Linked DNA regions of Rattus norvegicus: region 1 is linked to region 2. A link is a contact called in public HiChIP or PLAC-seq data. All regions are on one chromosome and are shown on one strand. The core of a region is the stretch at or near the end of the contact, and the rest is flanking DNA. Distances in the headings are between cores, read along the strand shown.

Region 1 (7,739 bases), core at 114-2,613, 170 kb before region 2:
CTTAACATCTGGTCTTTCATTCAGAAACCCAGAAGACAGCATTCATTAATCCTTCGCCGACACTCCATTCCAGAGCTTGCTTGCTTGCTTCTCAGGAAACAATCTGCTTTTTAAATTTCCACCAACTTTTAGGGCCATTGGTGAGAGGTGAAAACACAGGAACCGTGTAGAAGCGGTGACCTTGGCACCTTGGCGATGGGTGAGGTAGGAAAGGATGCTGGTGGAGGACAGAAAGGACACAGAATAACTAGCACCACCCGGAAGACATCAGGACCAGGAAAAAGGTGAAGCTCAAGTGGGCTGGGAGCCCATCAGGGGTAACATAGACGTGATGAACATTGAGAACTGGGCCCAAGTCTAGGTCTAGCAACTCTGCTTGTGTTGTTCTTTGCTGTTCTTTGCTTGTCTGTTGTCTTTGCTGGTGTGCAAGCACCACTTTGTTTCTCTTTTCTCCCTTTTGTTTGTGATCACCATTCCCAATTACCAACTGTCCAACAATGAAGATGGCAGAGGTGTTTGAAGAATTTAGGGAGAAAGTACTGGGAAAGAAATTCAGGATTATGTGTTCAGTAGGTATGAGGTCCCTGGGTAACACACATTTGCTCATATACACACATATACTCACACACATATATACTCACATACTCACACATACACACACATAGGAACATACACACACACACACACACACACACACACACACACACACACACACACACACACACACACAAGAAAAGCCCAAACTCTGTACTGGGGTTCTTTCACGGAGATTCCTGGATTCTCCTGAACCTGCCTGTGCTTGCTAAATTTAAAGGAAGTGTGAATCCATTTAGCTCAAATTCAGCTCTCGGAATGCATAACACAAAAGAAATCAGTGTGGTTTGCAATTCCAAGAACTACACAGGCTTGCTTTGGTGTGCACTAGGAATGGATTTGGAAAAGCTCAGCATGCCTTAGGAAAAAACACACAAACTAGGAAGTTGTCCCAGTGCAGTTGGTTAGCGCCTCAGTGCTGCCAGGCCAGAGGGTGCACACATCGGGGCCTGTCAAGTCTCCCAGCACCAGTTTAGAGGAGACGCTATCGGCCAGTTTCCCTTGCAGAAACCAGGCTGCCAAAGAAAAATTACATTTCCCCTCCTTTAATTATGTAGGGGTTTTTTGAAACTAAATTAAATACACAAAGAGGCTGGCAGCCAATATGTACAAAGGAGAATTCCCAGACTCCTCTGTTTTCTGTTGGTCTGTACTTCCTTAAAAACAGACAATAGGCAGGGGGGAAATGTGGTGAACATTTCAACAGCAGAGCTAAAAGGAAAAACACCTTCTCTTTACGTTGGCTAGACACACCTGGCAGAGCCAGGGCCAGCTGAGTGACAAGTCACTTGTACACAAGCCAGCCCAGATGTCCTTGGGTTGGCCTAGCAGGCAATGGCTTGGAAGCTGGAGAATGAAGGAAGAGAATCTCTGCTCAGAGATGTGTTTGGTTCCTTGTGTTAAAATAGAGAGGTTGGATGGACAAGACACAGGTTCCTTATGTTCAAAGAAATGTTTGTGAAAATATCCCAGAGCATAGGGTTTTATAGTTTTTATTACAAGAATGTCTGGAACACAGGGTGGTGGGGAATGGGAACTCATAAAAACTATTTTATGTCAAAGGGGGAAATATTTATTCAAACTCTCTCAAATCCATTGAGAAGCTCAATGAATAGAGAAAGAGGCAGGAGATTGGGAAATATAGTGATTCCTTTATGGGGTTTTTTTCTAGCTCAGCCAGAAAGGATTTAACACATTGCTCTCTAAATCCTGGAACCCATGACCCCAGAGTAGGCCAAGAGGAAAAGCCTACACTTAGCTTTGAAAAAGGTTGGATTTCTATGTTAGGGCACAGAAATACAGATGCTTCCCAATAGGTCATGAGGGTCACAAGGACAGAATGAAGAAATCGTGTTTGTCTGCTGCCTGCTGATGTGTCCGGTCACACTGAACAGCCAAGGTCCCAGAAAACACACCTTTCGGTCCCTAAGTCCAGGGACCGAAATGTTTCAGAATCCATACAGAATGTTAAGTCTGCAACAGGCTTGCCCAACATTAAATCCCCTCGTCAGTTCTTAGACACCTCCAAACTGTGAACAAGACGACCCTTGTTCTGGAAAATCTATCGGCTCTTGCCAACACACACACACATACAAAAACACAACTGTTAGGCAAATAAATCTTTCCAGAGAAAATAAGATTCCTTTCCAATTCAGTCAACTGTACTGAGCTGGAAAAGGGGGAAAAAAGTTATTTTTCCAGGATGAAGAGAAAACAAGATCTCTCCTTGTTTACCCTGTAGAGCTCATTTCAAAAGAAGGTCAGTTTAATGCCTTCATTAAAAAAAAATGCTTGAGTGTTATTTATCAGAAGACACTTGGTCCCTTTCAGGAGAGAATCACACTGGAGCTCTGTGCTTTCCCCTCTGACCAGAGAAGTACAGAGAGGTACATGGCATAACTGAGGTCCCTGCTGCTCTAGACATTCCCCAAGTGTCAGAGTAGGGGGCCCAGAAGGTACACAGTTCAGTGGTGAAGGATTCTTTACGAGTGGTAAACTTTCCCATTCCCTGTTCATGTGCTCGAGCATAGGAGACCAAGTACAGCCACACCCTCCACCTTCGCTTCCTCTGCACCCCTTACAATTTGAGGATGTGGGTCATCCTCTAGGAGAGTGAGGAAACACCTAGTGTCAGCCCGAGTCAACACTGCACCATGTTCCTGAACTCCCGGGTATTTCTTTAAGTGTGAACCCCAGTAAACTGAAGGTACAATGAAAGTTTCCATTTCCTAACTCAGTGTAAAAAGCAGGCTTCTCCATAGACAGCATTTTGCATACAGTTGTTGCCTACTAAACAAAAAAAAAATCTAATAACATAAAAGACTTTTAAAATGGTAATCTGGGAGACTAAATTGAAAAATGAGCACCTTGTAAAAAAAAGTATTCCCTAAATAATGACTTCAAAAGAGATCTGTAGACTTCCAGTAGACCCAGGAAAATACAGGTGACTACCTGCCCACCCAAAGTAGACATCCTTTGTCACAAGGGCATTAGCTGTGTCAGAGGAAGGTGACACTGTCACATATATATATATATATATTTGTTTCAAGCATTCCTCATACTTGTCCTACCTGTTATATGGTTGCCTTACCTTATAAAATGTTGTTGGTGGGTTTTTTTCCCTCTCCATCTCTTTCTCAGTTTATTTCAAAGAGACAAGTGTGGTAGGTAGCTGCTGGCTGGCAGGGTTGCACGTGAGCAGAGACAAGTGGAAAGCCAATTCATTCTCTCTCTCTCTCTCTCTCTCTCTCTCTCTCTCTCTCTCGATGCTGGTGGCTGGTGTGGTTTGCATCCTTCTGGATGCTTCAAAGGGTCATGCTTTGCTTCAGGATAAGCAACTACAAGCCCCAAAGGGAAGATGCCAGAAGCCAGCAGTCCTCCTCCAGGTGCAGCTAAAACTGTTCTGTGGGCTCCTGGCTTAAGGGTATTCTCGGGCCCCATCCAGATGTTCCTAAGGAATAAAAAGGAGAAGCATTTGCAAAGACAGCTTGTCAGATATCAGCAAATCTCCAATGAATGCGCCTATGAAACCTATTTCCAACAACCGACCCCAGAGAGGGGGGAAATGTCATATTGTCTCTCTCACAGACCCATCTGCTCTGAGAGTGGTGCAGAGGGACTTGGTCTTGAACTCATCGTATCCAACGTGCATCGTGTTCAGCAGTAAGCTCTTCCCATTTAGTTATGTGTTGCATGCAGTGACAATAGGGACCCCTAAGGCCCCTGTGGCTAACAACTTCTAGGGCGGTACCCTACCCCTAGTGTTGGGCTTCTTAATGTTATGGCTTCTGGGAATCCATTTCCACTCTAAGAGGCTACTCTTGTACACTTACAGGTCAGGCTGTTGCAGATTTTCCCAGTCACCTTGGGAAATCACTGTGCCTTGTCCAACCAACCCGTAAAGCTCCTGACACTTGGCCTTTGGACCCTCTGTGAGCTAATTTCCCAGGCTTGTTCTTCAGACTCATTCACGTGTCTCTCTTATGTGCTTCCAAATCCACAAAACACTCAAAGGTTAGCATTAGGCTGCCTAGATAAGAAAGTTTGCAAATGGGCAGAACAATAGCACAAAGTCCTGAACCACCCTCCCATACACTAACAGCAGGGTCATCCCGATAACCTCAGCCAGGCTCTCTGACAGCCAACTGTCATCACTCCAAGTATCGGGCCTACAGACAGCTACAGCTAAGAAAATACCAGGGTCCAACGTGAGCGAGGTTTAACGCAGTATGGGAAGACTTCATCTGTTACTCTCTGTTTAATCAGTGTTGGGGACAGCAGGAGGCACTGCCTTAAAGTGACACTCCACAAACCTCAGTCATTTTCTCAGGGCTATTCCACTTCCAGGTCCTACAGCTCTCCCAGGGATCCTCCCTGTGATTCCCGGCCCCTGATGAGCTTGGTGGGGCTGGCTCCTGCTGCTCAGGCCAAAGGAGGATTGAGGCTCTGCTCTCACCTGCTGCTTGGGCCTTATCCCTGCGCTGGAGAGGCTCTAGGTTAGCACATTGGCTACAGGGGCAGCTGGTCTCTGGACAGGCTCTGGCTTAGCAAACCAACTCCACGCCCAAGCATAACCTCTTTCAGGAGAGAAAAGGACTTCGCTTAGGAGGTAATTGTTCACCCTCCAGTACAGACTCAGTCTTCTGCGCTGTTACTGTTTTATTGTGTGAGCCTTCTGTAAACTCTGGCTTTAAAGCCTCCCAAGTCGCTCCTTAGCAGGGGATTTACCTTTATGTCATCTTTTTAAAATGTGGGTTCAACGCAGATCTTGTCAATTTGCTTTGGAGATAGACCTCTGCTGCTTCACCTTTCTCTCATCTCCTCTAGACTGCTCTCCCATTCCACGGACACACTTTACATGCTAGTCTGTGTCACATACACCTCCAAAGACTTTTAACCTTTGTTAAGATCCTGCCCCAACAAGGAGTTCAGCAAAGCCATTAAAGCACCGTGCCAGTCCCAAGATCCCTGCTGTATCCAGTTCTCATTAAGTCTCTGGTGAACACAGTCATGTCCAGCCCAGTGAACTGGGCATCACATGTGGCCTTTGCCATCCTAGTTCCTCAGTAAAGCCTGTGCTTCCTCCGTAGTCCTCCGGCCCCTAATATCCACCAACCCTTCACTGATAAAGGGCGAATACCGCCAACGGCTCCTATGAGCTGTCTGTCAGGAACCAGTTCCCTGTGATACCTCGCGGTTTGTGAGTCTGTGTCTCAAGGATGGACGTGTGGTTATACTGCTCGGTTTCTCTGCTTCTGGAGCCCTCAGACAGATCCCACACAGCCCTGCATCCCACAGCCTCAGAAGCCATCAGAGGATCTTCCATCGCCTGTCTGAAACCTTTCCCCGGCTCCAGCACTCTGGTACTGAATATGATCTGACACCACAGTCTCTTACACCAGACCGTCGTCAGGGCATCCGCCGTCTGGTTGTGGAGCACGGATTTTTTCCCCCTTATCAGAGGTCATACCTGAGTGTCTTGTGTCACATCATTTCTACTGTTTCTGCTCCTTAACTCCTCCTGTGAGTTCCAGGCTATGGGGTTCCCGCAACGCTTGTTATTACAGACCCAATTTGCGTTGTTATCCTTCAGTCTGCAGACTGTGAGGAGCAGCAGGCCAACGCCCCCACCTCGTTCTCCCGTTTACTCATTTTTCCCCGCCAACACAGACTAACATGAAGGGTGCGAGCCATGCATCATTTTCCTTTACCATTCCATCCTTCCACACCATCTCACTCTCCGAGGCCGTTTCAGCCTCAGAAGTACTTCTTGTTACCCTAGCAACGGCCAGGCAACCTCTGCAGATGATTGTCGATCAATACTCTTGTCTGAGAGACTGTAATATCTGCCTTAGCTCTTCAGCTGCTCTCGGGGCTGCTTTGTATTCAGAGAGGACCAGAGTCATTAAGGAGGTGCACCATTTCATCCGCCTCGCCTCTGAAAACCACCATGCTGTTCTGGGATTGTGCCCCATCTTAGTTATGCATCTCACTACCCACACCTCTGCCACTGTCGCCAGAAGGCATAAACAAGAACACGTCACATGGGGATGGAAAGCCATGTCAAAATGTTCCGCCGTTAGGAGCATAGCTGTTTGTCTCAAACTCATCCTCAATCTTGTCATATCCTGCCAGCTAGGCCAAGTGCTGCTAAAATTCTTTCCTTGGGGAGTTATAAACAGTCTACCCTTCCTCCTGAGAGCCAGGCTACAAACCAAAGTAAAATTTCACCAGAAGTCCCTCTGGGGGACCAGTGAGTTTACTGGGCTAATTTAAAGAGCAAAGGGTGGCCTAGAGCAGCTGCGTTGTAGGGTCTGTGCATGGATGGGGACCACTCCACGGCGGCACAGATGGCGGCTTCCTCCGTAGGCATTCCGGCCTAGATTCATACCTCAGCCTCTCCCTCAAGACCACGTGTAATTAGGGCAGAGTTGTGTACAGCTGCGTGGGAGGCATGGCTGGATACTCAGGTGAGGGTCTCACAACCTTCTTCTTTAAGGGTATGTCAACAGTCTGCAGTCTCAGCTGGGATGGTCCATTGATGGGCCTGGCTGAACTCATAGAGACCTGGCACTTTGTCCTGTATGACACATGTCTCCTGTGTCTCGCCCTTAACTGTTAGCTTTTATTTAAGGTCAATAACATTTCTGAGAGGTAATTATTACTAGTCCCATTCTGCCCCAGAGTACACTGCATTTAGTGCATGCTAATATAGCAGAAATGACATGTAAATTCAGCAAATTTCCCGCATCAACACGTATGACTTTTCAGTCTTTAAATGCTGGCCTTCTGTATTACTCATCTTGCTTTAAAAGCAGCCCCCCCAGGTTGGCAACACCAAGTTACCTGGAAAACCAAGGGTTATTGACTCCCTGGGATTCTAACTGTAGCTTAAAAGTTGGGATGAGCAGTAAAAGCAGTGGAACCGAGTCATTTCACTTAAAATTCACTTTATTTTTTGTTGTTTCTCTCTGTATGTATGTGCATGTGTGTGCACAAGTGCATGTATGTGTCCATGTGTGTGTGTGTGTGTGTGAGAGAGAGAGAGAGAGAGAGAGAGAGAAAGAGAGAGAGAGAGAGAGAGAGAGAGAGAGAGAGAGAGAGATGTTTATTAGGGTGGGTACACACCACACCACATGCATGTAGTCAGGAGGACAAAAACAGTCAGTTTCCTCCTTCCTGAGGGTTCCTGGGGTCAGACTCAGGCTAGCAGACAGGCAGGTTTTTCCCACTGAGCCATAGCCCAGCCCCCAAATCATTACTTTAGCTTTAAAAAGAAATAATGAATGAAACTAGAGATCCCCATTTTAAATGAATGACCATGTGGGTTTGTGTTTGGACAGTGTTTGGCTATCACAGCCTAACTGTTCTTCCATTCCAGAGCCTCCTGCCTCTGTCACTGGAGTGCTAAGATTACAGGTGTACCCAGCTTCTCTGTGCTCTTGTCCGAGTTAAATGCCAGACATTTTAACCTGACCTTGCCATCAAGGGCAGTATCTTGCTTTTGTATGCTTTCCAGCTATTTGATGTTCAGAGTCCTCTTACGTGTGTTCATTAACTGTTTACTCTGGGTCCTTGGCCATACGTGGACCAAAGCTGACAGCTGAGCACCTTAGCTCCTTCTCTGTGCACCTGACACTTCAGAG
Region 2 (7,057 bases), core at 884-3,383:
CCAAATAAAAGATAAAGAAAACCTGAAATGATTTTTGTGACAAAATTCCAAGCTAACCTTCACAGAGGAAGGAGACGACATCTTGACTTACAGTTTCAAAATTCTCAGTCGGTAACCATTGGCTCCCTGTGGTTGAGCCAATGAAATAGGACCAAAAAAATCATGGTGGAGGACATGTTATAATCAAAGCTGCTCACCTCATGGCAACCAGGAAGCAAAAGGAGTAAAGCAAGAACCAGGGTCCCCAGATGCTGTCCACGGGTAGCGTCCTTAACTCTCTCCCAGAAGACCCGTCTCCCAATGCTCCACTACACCCAACAGCAACGCCATCTGGGAACCAGATCTCCAGCATGGAAGCCTTGTAGGATATTTAGGGCCAAACTCGAACAGGGAACCAAGCATGAAGTATTTAGAAAATGGTGGCATTAACACTTAGTAGCTAATTAGATTTAAAGAATGCGGTAGATAGTCAAGAGTGATCCGACAATTTTTAACTTGGCTAATTGAGTCAACGATAATGGTGATGTGGTGGTGGTGGTGGTGGTGGTGGTGGTGGTGGTGGTGGTGGTGGTGGTGATGATAGTTATGAAGATAGTTAGGGGTAAATTACCCAAATAGGCAAAAGGCCAGAGACTAAGACATCAAGCCTTGCACATCTGAAATGTTTTCAATCAGTGGTAGGGTACTAAAGACGGTTTCATTTAGTCACAATTTCTCAATCTATTGCTATATACTTAAGATGCCTTTGTTACTGTGGCTGGTATTAGATACTGTTCTCTAAGAATCCAAGTCAATGCTGGTGTTCAGGAGTTTTCCCTGTCCTGTTTGGTTCTTGGGGATCAGTGCTAATAAAGACCCCAGGCTGGCCACTAGGGACCTTTTATCGGTTGCTATTGCTTTCCATACCTCCTGAGTTCACGGGGCAGACAAGGCTGTGCAAGGAGCTGCTGCAATGAATGCTCAGGGCCAATGATCCCCACCCCCTTTGAATGCCCAGATGGGCAAGGATCCTCTCAAATGCCCAGAGTAGCTCAGGTGACACTGAGTGCGGCTGTCACTTTGACAGACTGAAGAAGTAGAGGTGAAGACGAACTGCTCTAAGAAAGCCTTGTGTCACCTGAACATTGTGCTCAGGGAAGCTTGGAGTTATTTAGCCTCTTCCCTGTCCTCCAATCTGAGCAGCTTCAAGCTGTAGGGATGATTGTCACTTTGTATAATCAGCCACCCTCGTTGGCCACATCCCAGGGACAGCCTTGGCTGTGAGAACAGTGAAGTCCCTGTCTGTCATCTAAAAGGCTTCAGTCTGAAAATCTGAAATGTAAATGTCTAAAGATGCTGGAGGGGGCACGAATGCATCAAGCGACAGACGACTGAGCGAAGGAGACGGCCCTGAGTGGGGGTAGAAGGAGGACTTCCTGGGAGTTGGGAGAGGGGATGAGCATCTTTCTCACAGTTACCACAGCCTGAGAGGAGTAGGGAGAGCATTCTTTCTTTCTTTCTTTCTTTTTTAATTTTTTATTAGATATATTTCTTTATATACATTTCAAATGTTATTCCCCTTTCCGGTTTCCTGTACATAAGCCCCCATACCCTTAAAGTATATCAGAGTCACAGTAGGAAGACAGCGGAGGAGCCAAAGCCTCAGATGGACTGACAGCTGGGCCGGAAGCTCCAGCCCGGTGACAGACAGAAGCGCTCTCACTGGCGGAAGGTGAGACCCTTGAGACTCTATGAAAGAGGCAGAGCAGACTGAGATTTCATTTAGCGAGTGGGGAGCCAGCCAAGGTATCTGAACATAGCTTTGACTCTGGAGAAAGACTCATTGAAGACTAATACTGGGTTATGTATAGGTCCAGGAGGAATGACAGACAAGATCAACGAGGTGGCCACTGAAAGATGGAGTGGGGAACCCAAGGCTTTTATTAAGTCATGCGCAGGACTAAGCCATTTTTATATAATCGCATATGAAAGAACTTATTATTCTGATTGTGTAGTTAGCCAAGGAGGCGCCTGTGCAGCAAGGCCAAGATTCACACACCATCCTGATGGGTTCAAGCCCATCTTTCACTCTACTGCACTAGGGGACAGGATTAATGAGATAAGTAGCCCAGGCTGCAGATTAGATACCTCTACAGAGCTTTAAAAAGCCACGAGCCCCAGGTCCAAATGTGGTAGCACCTTTAATCCCAGGACTTGGAAGGCAGGGGCTCCTAGAGCAAGAGCTCTAGGCCAGCCTCATCTACACAGCGAGTGCCAGGCCAGCCAGAGGTACACACTGAGGCTCTGGAGGGAGGGAGGAAGAAAGGGAGGAAGTGAAGGAAGAAGGGAGAGAGAAGAAGGGAGGGAGGGAGGGAGGGAGACAGACAGAGACAGAGACAGAGACAGAGACAGAGAGATTAGATGATGGATAGATGCATGGATACGTGATAGATAGATAGATGATAGATAGATAGATAGATAGATAGATAGATAGATAGATAGATAGATAGATAGATAGACAAATAAGATGGTTGATAGATAGATAAGATAGATGGTTGGTGGATGGACAGACAGACAGACAGACAGACAGGATACCCAATAGATAGTCATGATACCCAAGGCTGGAAGGAAAGCTCAGCTGGCATTTTACTTGCTCTCCAAGCATGAAGACCCAAGTTCAATCCTTAGAATACACATTAAAACTACAAAAATATCAGTGTGCTTGCCCACACTTGTCATGCCAAGCACTTGGGAGGCAAAGACAAGCAGAATCCCTGGGGATGGCTGGGCTGCCAATCTAGGCTGCCTGGAAAGTTCTGGGATAGCTTGAGATTCTATCTAAAGCATAAGCATAGATGGTGCCTGAGGCACCAAAGTTGTCCTCTGACTTGACTGACAACAGTTGCTGGGAAGAGCTGAAACCCCCAAGATCAGGAAGTGCAAAGGCAACATCAATATTTCTAACTTAAAGACAGAAAGGGATGCTGGCCGGGAGAAGAGGAAGTTATTTTCACTGCTGTTTACTTTATCATCTCAATGTGACATTCAGAGCGAAATGTCCCATCTGTGCTTGACAAAGTGAGCCAGAAGTTTCAGAAGAGCCAAGGCCATACCAGGGTTAGCACCTCCAACAACAGCATTGTCCTAGAAGGTCAGTTAGGAAAGCTAAACAGAAACTCGTGAGTCCCTTGCTAACTTGGCCGTTATTAATAGTAAACCCTCACAATCACCAAAATTACATTTCCAAGAATAAATTCTCAGAATTCATTTCAGGTATATATTTTAATTACGCGTGCGTGCGTGCGTGTGCGTGTGTGTGCGTGCGTGTGTGTGTGTGTGTGTGTTGGTACCCATAGAGTCTGGAAAAAGATGCTGGGTCCCCAGGAGCTGGAGTCACAGGTGGTTATGTGCATCCAACTTTGACACTAGGAAATGAACAATGAGCTTGGGTCCTCTGCGAGAGCACTCTGTGCTCCTAAACACTTAGCATCTCTCCACCTCAGGACGCCTCACTTCCCAATTATCTTACTGAACTGTACTCTTCGGTCATAGTATAATTAGGTGACACAAGTTGGTTACACCTGCCTTGACTGAGCAGTGGGCAGACCAATGAGGACCTACTGAGAGTTTTCCAAAACTCTGCCATCATGTCACAACTAGCCACGGTAAGGAATATTTGCTCATGAAGACCAGCCTATGCTACAGATCAGAGCTTCTCCCAGGCTCTTACCCCAAAAATGCCATTGTTCATTATTCACCGGCACACCCCTGTCCGCACTGGTACTGCTGCAGGCCGCACAGAGAAAATGGTTTGTGAGGTTGCTTGTAGAACCTCATAATGACAGAAACAAAAAGACCAAGACAGAAACTGAGGCTCCGAGAGCCAAGGATAAGCAAGAACAGCTTTGCCTGCCTAACATTTCCCCAACAGGGGCTTTTTATACCGCTCCAGCCCTTTGAAATTGCTACTATTTCGAATAAATGTTTTATTTAGCTCTGAGAATAAGACGGAGAAGATGGAGCTTATATGAACACATAAAATCGCTCTACGTACAGAGTACTTTCCCTGTAAGGCAATCTCAGGAATGGGAACACACTGGGGAGGTGGCAGAATGGCAGAGAAACAGGAAAGACTAAAAAGGGTGCTAAGTAAGAAATCACAACAGTAGGTATATCCTGCTGATATTAAGAAAAAACCTTTTTCCTCCCACTCTGGGAAACCTCTGCTTTAGGACTAGAAGCTGTCTTAAGGTTCTAGAACTGGTCTCTGTCACCCCTGATGTGTTTATAAAAAGATAAAGAGAGTGGGGATATGTTCTGTAGAGGTGTGGGAGGTATGGAAAGGAGGCTCTGTGTGCCCAAGCTGAGGCATCCCTTCCCCCGAGGGACCAGCCACCTGACAAGGACGGTATAGTATAGAATAGAGTTTATTCAAGGCATGCGGAGGGGAGTTAAGAGGGTAGTGGGGGTGGGGGAGGCAGAGAGAGAGAGAGAGAGAGAGAGAGAGAGAGAGAGAGAGAGAGAGAAGTAAAGAGTAGAGGCCGGCCATGAGCACATGGAAAGGGAGAACGGAAGGCAAGAACAAGAGAGAATAAGAGAGCAAAGGCATGAGGAGGGGCGAGCAGCCCCTTTTATAGTGAGTCAGGCACACCTGGCTGTTGCCAGGTAACTGTGGGGGCGGAGCTGAGACAGAATGCTAACAACCCCCATTTTTCACAAAGGAAACCTCCCACTGTGACCTTTCCTCCTTCATTCCCAGAGGAGGAATGTCCCTTGTTTTTACCCCTAACCTAGCACAGGTCTGAGGAGTCCAAGGTCTCAGAAGTCTCCCTGGGGAGCCAGGGCCAGGACTGGAGATGGCCCCTGGATTAGGGGGTCTTTGGCAGATTTTGGCTCCTCACTAGAGACAGCTCCTTCTACACTGGCTGCATTGTCCCACCAAGGTCCCAGGTGGCCTCTCGCCCTTCCCAAGGCTTTCCTTCCAGGGCCATCGGAATACTAGTCAATTTATACTTAGTCCCTTTCCATTCTCCCAGGACTCATCTGTGCTGCCTTGCAAGCCCAAGGCACAAGGTCACTGATAGCAAGGTTCAAGGTCACAGAGTCTGTAGGAGGGTGTGTGTTCCCAGGCCAGATAAACAGCCTGGGAAGGGCAAACACAGAAACAAAGGCAGGGAAGCGAAAGGGAACTGTGCAGAGACAGTGGGGGTTCCTAAACAAAGACCTTGTTTTGTCTGGGGTTGTTTGTTTCTAAGAATCTCAAAAATGTGTTTGTTTTCAATTCCTGGGAAGATAGGGGTTTTCGTTCTTGTTTTGCTTTTGGCTTTTCTTTTTTCTCCAAGTAAATTTTTCTGAGGAGCAATCCTGTGTTCCACCTAAACCAGAGTCGTACAGTACGCATGCTCGGAACAACCTCTGGGAAAACAGGGGTGAAATGGCCAAGAGCGTTGCTAGTAGGAACACTGGTCTCTGCTAACCACTAGCGGATGCTGGGCTGGGGAGAGGCCTTAGAACCCAGCAAAGTTGCCTTAGCACCAGAGATAGCAACTGGTATCCCTGTAGGCTGCCTGGACTGAGCTTCTCATTGAGATGGGAAGTCCTGGGCTGGAAAATTTCTATCAGGAGCCCACAGAAACACTCTGGGAACCACTGAAGCAATCCATAGTAGTCTACACAGAACATGCAAAAGAAATATACCAGTTGAGAGGAACTGAGAGACGAGGGCTGGGAAGATGGCTCAAAGCACTTGGCAAATGTGAGACTCTGAACTCAGATCTTAAAATATACGTGAAGTAGCACATGCTTGTAACTCCAGTGTTCCTATGGCAAGATGGGCGAAAAAGACAGGAAGTTCATAGGTCAGTTAGTCTGCATCAAAAGACTCCATTTCCTTTTTTTTTTAAAGATGTATTTATTTATTTTATGTATGTGAGTACACTGTAGCTGTCTTAGGCATCCCAGAAGAGGGCATCAGATCTCATTACAAATGGTTGTGAGTCACCATGTAGTTGCTGGGTATTGAACTCAGGACCTCTGGAAGAGCAGTCAGTGCTCTTAACCGTTAAGCCATTTCTCCAGCCCAGGAGGCTCCATTACGAGCAAGGTAAAAAGCAAGGACCAACACCTGAGGTTGTCCTCTGACCTCCACATGTATGATCACGCTAGCCATGCCATGCACACAAAAGTACACACATGTGAGAAGGTGGGAGGCATTATCCCATTGGCTAATGGGAAAGGAGAAACAAGCTTTCTCTTTTTATTGCATCACCATTGTTACAGACGGTGTCAGAGTACCGTCTGGAAGCCATTCAGTCTGACCACTTGCTCTTGGGCTCTGAGCACCAGGTATCTTGTGCCTGGAAAAGAACAAAAGCGAAATCGTTGAAAGAGACCCAGGCTCTCATGAGCTTACAGAAGATGGATTCTAAGGCCCTTGCTAAGGGGCCTCCCTAACCTCTCTAGAATTAGGGAATTCTGCCTTTGCTCAGTAAAAAAGATCACTTGGCCTCCTTCCTCCTTTGCTTGTGATGTGGGTGTTAAGAGAGTCTAGCTGCCACCCTGCAAAAAGGTGTGAGTGTTACAACATCTGCTGTGGTAGAAAACATTCGTTTAAGGTGCCTGTCTGCTTTGGCTACTTGAGACAAAGAGGTAGGGCCCAGCCATCCAGAAGCTCAGCTGAGCAAACCCTGATAAAATAGAGCTGACAGCCAAAGAAATGATATATAAAGGAAAGCCTGAAGAGAAGGGGGAGGGGAAGGGATGGGTGGTAGAGACCTTTGCTGTTGCCCACAGGTACTTGGGAGACAGCAGAAGGAGCTGGGATGGGGTAGGGGGAGTCTTTGCCCCTCGGTCATTATTCCAAAACTCACAAAACCAGCAGAAAATGTCTCTGAGAATTTTTCTCACCCACACACTGGACAGCCCCTCTATCCCTTCACAGCACCCCAACGTCTTCTTTAAGAAGCCTTCTATTGTGTTTTTATCAGAAGGAGAGTGAGCCTTAAGTGCACAGCTAAGGAAAAACCACAGCAGGACAGAGTCTCCAAGGCTTGCCCCACCCGCAGCTATCTTGGCTGGA

The links. HiChIP or PLAC-seq counts read pairs in DNA pulled down with a chosen protein or histone mark.
Region 1: a contact with region 2 is called in an H3K27ac HiChIP or PLAC-seq map of oligodendrocytes, with 6 times the contacts expected there. The contact joins two enhancer-like sites. A contact is called at or near these places in 2 of 12 Hi-C or Micro-C datasets (kidney and liver) and 1 of 1 datasets of contacts at active chromatin or transcription factors (oligodendrocytes).

The regions. Positions count from the first base shown.
Region 1 is chr15:58,547,320-58,555,058 of GRCr8, reverse strand. It overlaps LOC102546462 (a long non-coding RNA gene), which reads right to left. Exons shown (of 7, transcript XR_010058214.1): 2 at 3,185-3,544. LOC134482157 (a long non-coding RNA gene) reads right to left here. Exons shown (of 2, transcript XR_010058216.1): 2 at 7,118-7,739. Among named protein-coding and RNA genes, the nearest start is that of Serp2, 240 kb to the right of the region's middle. Within about 2 kb of position 1,363, at least 16 of the 93 cell types and tissues checked have an H3K27ac peak or open chromatin away from gene starts, as enhancers often do.
Region 2 is chr15:58,377,022-58,384,078 of GRCr8, reverse strand. No RefSeq gene overlaps it. Among named protein-coding and RNA genes, the nearest start is that of Serp2, 67 kb to the right of the region's middle. Within about 2 kb of position 2,133, at least 11 of the 93 cell types and tissues checked have an H3K27ac peak or open chromatin away from gene starts, as enhancers often do.